Regions from separate parts of the Mus musculus genome. Here region 1 is linked to region 2. Evidence: chromatin contacts called from public HiChIP or PLAC-seq data. All regions are on one chromosome and are shown on one strand. Each heading gives the region's core, a stretch centred on a gene start, on an enhancer-like site or on the middle of the called end of the contact. The rest is flanking DNA. Distances are from core to core; before and after follow the strand shown. Region 1 has its middle 49 kb from the start of Nck2. Region 2 overlaps Fhl2 (four and a half LIM domains 2).

Region 1 (3,595 bases), core at 495-2,994, 250 kb after region 2:
AATAAAAATAGACAATACAAAACAGCAACAGCAGCAACAACAATAACAACCCAACATTCCAAGACAAAGCTCCTTGCCATGGTTCATTGCATCAAACGTTCTTCCATAAAGATGGCGCCATTAATCTTTACTCTTCAGTAGTGGCCACACCAGCTCGTCTGAGTCTTCTGAGGTTCGTAACCATTCTCCTCTTAATCATTTTTCTGCTGAGAAAAAAAAAAAAAAGAAAAGAGCAGACCTGGAATCTTAGAGTGGGCAGAACTGTAGCTCATTTCCCAGAGTAACTTGGAGCCCACTATCCCTGCTGCTGACCTGGAACTCAGAGGACAACAACAGGTGTGGGGCTCCATGACCCCATGCTCTGGCAGAACTCCATACTGCACCAGTGCTGGGCTCTGCTAGTCAGAACTTCCTTTTGGTTTTTCTCTAGACATCAGACACAATTCAGTCCCAAATACTCAGATAGTGTAGACTCTGCCCCCTAAACAAGTGTTTTTATTTTACCCATTCCTTGGCATCTGCTCTTTCTAGCTGTTTTGGGTTCTGCCTGGCCTCCTCTCTGAATGCAGGTGCTAATATATCAGCCCCTATCTATCGTTACACTTGGCAGAACATCTTTTCTTCATATTGGGTAGTAGATTTGGAGCTTGGCTATGCATCTGATTTTGATGAGAGTATCTTGGAAACGATAGACCCAACACTGGGAAGTAAACAATTTTGGATTCACACAATTTAGTCCCTCCTTACTTTCTAGAGTTAACTCCTACCAAAGTCCCTGTGCTTTGAAGCTTTGAGGTGCACAGGTTGTCAGGATCACAGATCAAAGAGCCACCAGAAAAAGAATTTCCCTGCAGACACCTACAGGCTTCAGACATTTTTGTGAGAGGCTGTGTCCTAGAGCATCTTTATGAGGATGAAATTTGAACCCCTACCCACTCCTCTTTAACATTCATTCTTGGCCCTGGGTGATACATAGAGAAGTGGAGATTTGGCCACTATCCAGCTGATTCGATTAATACAGATTACCTGAATAATTTAGGCAGCAGAATAGATGTTTTTAGACACCAACCCACACTACCTTGTTAGTTGTGCAGACTTATTAAGCTAAATGGAATGGTGCCAATACTCCATTTATGTTATGCTATGATATCATAGTGCACAGGATTGGCCAAACTCAGGTTACTTGTGGTTTACACAAAGACTGAGTAAGAGTCTGGGAGTTCTTTTAAACCCACAATTAAAATCAGGAGAGTTTTCTTTATTTCAGATTTTCTATATCCCTATATGTGTGACAGAGATTTTCAAACTGAGTCTCACTCTTGAAATCCTTCCTGTTAATGGAATTTTAGGGAAAAGACAAACAGGTTGGGAGATCTTGGCTCCTCTTGGCCACACAAAAAAACAGCGTCCTATCTCACTGTAATACAAATGTTGAAATGCACCAATCTGTAGAAAATGTGTCACTAACCAAATGCCAGAGTGCAATTTGCCACTGACCCAACCCAACCATGCAGCTTGTGTGGATCATGGAGAACAAGAAAGAAAACAGATGACACCATCAACTGAAGTCACTCAGGAAGGTCACTTCATGAAAAGACTCTTTTGATGATAGGGCACAGGGGCAGGAGAGTGACTGCTGTTGTTCAAAGGGTTCAGGCTGCAACAGTGGCTACCCCAAAGCCTGGGATTAGCATGAATGTGGAAAGAGGAGAATTGCTAGAGGAGGCCACTTTGAGAGAAGCCATGTGGTTGAAGAGAATTGGGAGTAAATGCCATTTCCCCCTCCTTCCCGTCTCCTGCTGTGCTCTCCACTGACTGAGCGAGGCCACATTCCAGGGAGAACAAAGTCACTGAGTCTGCACAGTCAAGTTTCACAAGGAAGCTCGCAGAGTAGCTGTCCAGAAAGGACAGACCAGTCTCTGTCTGAACTGTGACTTGTTCTTCCTTTTCTCTACCCTGACAGAGCCACACAAAGATCTATAGTACGAAGTTATTTCTACGATGTCCTAAGAAGCTTTCCTACACCCATCTTTCTATCACACCATTGCAAAATTAATTGTCCTCCAGCATGGCAGAAGGACCAGGTTGCAAAGCTTTCCTCATGACACCTGATCCTGTAGAACATCCCCACCAAAACAATACACTATTCTTTACAAGCATACTTACTCTTACTGGAAGGCAACTTCAGTTCTGTAGACCTTGAAAATTTGACAAGTCCTCCAAAATTGATCTAAAATCCGCTTTAGAAATTTCTGCTCATTAATTTTAGTTACAAGGTTGCAGGGAAAGTCCAATGTCCTCTACATCTTAATAGCCAGGTATCTCCTGGCTAGCTGCCTGGATACTCTCTGGCCTGCCCTTCTGTTGCGTGACTCCAGTTGGTGGATGCAACAGCTTTGCACTTTGCAAATGGGCCAGCTGACTCCCTGTGGCTTTTATTTGATGCTCTTGGCATACAGAAAGCCCATAACAGGTATCATTAATGAATGAATACATCCTGCCAGTGGTTTCCTCTTGGTGGTAGCCTCCTATTTCAATTATTGAAGAAGCTAAATAATATGAAGCTGCAACCCAAGGCTCCTTCTTCGTTATTAAAAGCCAAGGTTTGTTATCTTTAGTGTTATCCTGGACTCCAGGGAATGAACTTTTAATTTTTTTTCAAATCAAATAGAAGGCTCAAAAATACTGCAAGTGTAAAAGCCAGACTGATGGTTTATATGGCCAAAATTTATTGTGTTGCTGTTTTAGTGGCTTTCGAGACCTGGATCATAACTTCAAAATGATTGGTATCTCTGGGGCTATACTGTTTACGTTCCTCGTGGCAGTGACAAACTGCCACACATGGCAAAACAAACCAAGGAAAGAAGGGTTGATCATGTCTCCCAGTCTGTGAGTACAGTCCATCATGAGTGAGGGAGCTGGGATAACTGCAGGATGAAGCAGCTGGTCATGTGAACTCCCCAGAAGACAGCAGAGAGATGGACACACTGGCCAGCTCTCTTTTTCCTTTCTATTCAGGTTGAGACCTTAGTTTATGGAATGGTACCCACATTCAAGGTCAGTCTTCTCTGACTAGTTATATCTTTTTGGAAAGTCCCTGATGCTTGTGTTGTAGATGCCTAGTGGATAGTCAAGGTTAGCCATCATAGAAGCCTCTCTCTCCACTAGTGTTTGGTGGCCATCTTCTTCCTGTGCTTGTCTGTGCTCCAATTTCCTCATCTTATAAAGACAATGGTCACATTGTAGACTCATATTAAAGAACACATCCTATGCTAGACATGGTGGTGCACACCTTTATAATCCCAGTGCTTGTGAGGCAGAGGCAGGCTGAGCTCCGTGAGTTGGAGGCCAGCCTGGTCTATGTAGTGAGGTTGAGGCCAAACAGAGCTATAGAGTGAGAATGTATTCCAACAAAATAGAACAAAACAGAAAACAAGCCCCCTGCATTTTATCCTATTGACCCACTACCTCCAAATAAAATAATACTGAGGTACTAAATGTTCTGTGGACTTTGACATGAATTTCAGTCCTTGTAAGAAACAAGTTGTCCTATAACCAAATCCACCTTCTGTTCTGGTCTTTGTATGGGAATGCC
Region 2 (3,179 bases), core at 490-2,989:
ACTGCTAGGCATCAGAATCCTAGGTCAGGTTCTCTGAGATGTTCTAACGTCCATTTTTACATCATGTGTATGATAAGACTTGCTTCTCAAATCCCATATTTACATATGTGTATTTGTGTGCATTTTTTCAGTGATGGTAATCAAACCCACACAGTGGGCATGGAGCTACAGCAGTCCTCCCTATACTTTTATTAACTCACTTGACTGGCCTCTAAGTCACAGAGATCTGCCTGCCTCTATGTCTGGCATACTGAGACTAAAGGTGTACCCCGCCATACCTGGTCTATCACTCACTTTTTTTGTTTTGTTTTGTTTTGGTTTGGTTTTTTGGTTTTTCGAGACAGGGTTTCTCTGTATAGTTCTGGCTGTCCTGGAACTCACTCTGTAGACCAGGCTGGCCTCAAACTCTGCCTCTCAAGTGCTGGGATTAAAGGCATGCACTACCACGCCCCGATATCACTCACTTTTTACAAATAAGAGATTCCTTTGTCCTATATAAAGTCAAGATGAGAGGAGAGACAGGGAGAGACAGAGAAACAGAGAGAGACATAGACAGACAGAGAGACACAGAGAGAGAGAGACAGAGAGAGACAGGGGGGGACTCATCTTCTTCAGGTAAAAAAAGAGACATAGTATCATTGCGTATAGTTCTTAACCCAGTTGTGGTTCTGTCCTTTTTTGATGTCTGTCTATCTAGGACATAACGTCATGAGGTCAGGCAGAGGGTGAAGCTAAGCAACATGCAACTCCTGGCCCATCCTGGCACACCAGAGCACAAATCATAGTTGTTGAAATAACCGAGTGTAAATTCAGCAAGCAGAGCAGATCAAGAAAGCACGTGTACTGGGAGAAGCGAGCGAGGCAGGGGAAGAGACGCATTTCCAGGGAATTGCTGGCATTCCTTTTCTGGCTAGTTCTCTCTAGCCACAAGCTGCTGTATATCTTTGGCCAACCAACCGCAGATCAAGAGTCCCCAAAGAAAATAATTATATCCACTAGAGAACGTATACAGACGTCTGTCATTACACCACACAGCATAACAGTGTTCATACACCACTTGCAGATTATTTTAAATATTTGTGGAAATGTTTTATATAAGAAGGAGGCATTCTGCATAGGGTGCTTGAGAACCTGTGGGTGTTGGTAGCTGAACCCAATTCCTGAGATATCAAAGGCTGACCGAACAGGAATTCCACTTCTCTTAATGATACACCTCACTCCTCTCCCACCCCCCACCTTTTGAGGGGTAGGGGTTGAGACAGGCCTTGGATGTCCTGGAACTTGCTCTGTAGACCAAACTCTGCCTGCTTCTGCCTACCAAGTGCTGGGATCAAAGGCGTGCGACATCCTCTCCCAGTCACACCCCTGCATCTGAGATCGATTAACATATCCTGTGTTCAGGGCCCAGCACTGAAGTATCAACACCAGTGTCTGTCTCTGGACAACTGAGAGTCCCACCCCACAGTCCATCGCTGACCTGGCTCAGTGCCACATGCGAATGATAAAGGCATGCGTTCTGACCTGGCATGATGGTTTTCTTGCATTCCTGGCACTTGGACGAGTATTCATTGGAATAGCAGTCGGTGCACAGCAGCTGTTCCTCCTTGGCAGCAAAGGGCTTGTCCACCAGCGAGCTTCCACACCGGGAGCAATGGAAGCAGCCTTCATGCCAGTGCCGATCCTTGTAGGACAAGTCCTAGAGAGGCAGACACACAAATCGTCAGAGGCGGGACAGGAGAGGTGACACTACTGTCTGACTCAGAGCACAGGGGCCTTGGTGCACTACATTGCTGGAGTGGGTGGGTAAGAGAGGGAGGGGGAGGGCGAGGAAGGACGGCAGATTTGCCTGTGGACAAGCCTGTGCTGTATTTTCTTGATTGGTGATTGATATGGGAGAGACCAACTTACTATGGGCTGGTGGTCCTGTGTGCTATTTAAAAAGCAGGCTAAGCAAGCCACGCGGAAGTGACAAGCCAGCAATCAGCTCTTCTCCTCTGCCTCTGTATCTGTTACTGCCTCCCTGTTCCTGCTCTGACCTCCTTTAGTGATGGAGTGTGGGCTGAGAGTTGTAAGCTGAAACAAGCCTCTCCTTTGGATGTCTCTTTTGGTCTTGCTGTTTTCTCACAGCATGAGAAACCCTAACTTAGACACTGAACTAGGAGGCCTTGTTTCTGAGAGGTTCACGTTCCTCTGAACCCAGTTCTCTCCATGTCAGTGGGTTGGTCCTTTGAAGAGATGGATCAGAGACATGGCTGACACACATGCTGGACTCCCGTAAGTCTAAGTATGATGAGAGTAGGCAGTGAGAGAGCAGAAACCTAAACCTGTCTTTTGAAGGTTAAATACTGAAAGTAATTTTAGAAGAAAAAAAAATTTGGTGGGGAGATCATATGTACTTCGTTGTATATTTTGATAAGTGAAATGCAATATAATCTGCTTTAATTTGAGACCACCTGTCGGTGTGTTAAGTCACTACAAACTGCTAAGCTCATGCAATGTGTACATTATCATTATATGATATGTCATATACATATATTGGTATCATTTGGGATTAGGTATAACCTGGACTCTTTCCATACATATTCCCCATTTTTAAACTTAAACCCCTTATGGGGCCCAAGTAGCAGACAAAATAAAACAAACAGAAAATAAACGGCAGATATTTGCACGGTGAATGATGGTAATTAGGACCATGTTGTAAGCTCACGATACTGCATAGCCCTGAAATATAGTTAGTACTGAAGCTCAGAGACACTTCTAAGCTTCTCCACAGTCACACAGCTGGCATGTACCCAAGTCAGGCTGTGGTATGGTTTCCACTCACTGAACCATACCAGATGGGCGTTGAAAAGGGCCAGCTTTTTCAGAAGTTAGCTGGCCTTCCGCTGTAATACGTCATCCCACTAATGAGGGTTTTCGGTGGAAAGGCTACAGATTGCTTTCCACGGCCACCCACCATTGGACAGAAGTGAAAGAGAGAAGTCAGAAGCCTTTCTTGTAAGGTGGCCTACTGTCACCTGGCAGCAACTCTGCTCAGGGAGTGGGCACTGCACACACCAAGGGGTCACTTTTAGCTAGCAAGGAGAAAAGCTGCACAATTTTGTTACTTTTCGCTGTGACAGAACACCACAATCAAGATAACATAAAGTATTTAATTGGGCTTAAAGTTTTGGGGGATT

Evidence for each region. HiChIP or PLAC-seq counts read pairs in DNA pulled down with a chosen protein or histone mark.
Region 1: a FOXA1 HiChIP or PLAC-seq map of pancreatic cancer cells shows a contact between it and region 2. The contact joins two enhancer-like sites. A contact is called at or near these places in 2 of 484 Hi-C or Micro-C datasets (embryonic stem cells and nephron progenitors) and 1 of 115 datasets of contacts at active chromatin or transcription factors (pancreatic cancer cells).

Annotation. Positions count from the first base shown.
Region 1 is chr1:43,394,912-43,398,506 of GRCm38.p6, forward strand. No RefSeq gene overlaps it. Among named protein-coding and RNA genes, the nearest start is that of Nck2, 49 kb to the right of the region's middle. Within about 2 kb of position 1,745, at least 23 of the 459 cell types and tissues checked have an H3K27ac peak or open chromatin away from gene starts, as enhancers often do. A contact at or near this core is called in pancreatic cancer cells, where this site is marked.
Region 2 is chr1:43,140,177-43,143,355 of GRCm38.p6, forward strand. Fhl2 (four and a half LIM domains 2) reads right to left here. Exons shown (of 6, transcript NM_010212.4): 3 at 1,522-1,696. Among named protein-coding and RNA genes, the nearest start is that of Fhl2, 22 kb to the right of the region's middle. Within about 2 kb of position 1,740, at least 51 of the 459 cell types and tissues checked have an H3K27ac peak or open chromatin away from gene starts, as enhancers often do. A contact at or near this core is called in pancreatic cancer cells, where this site is marked.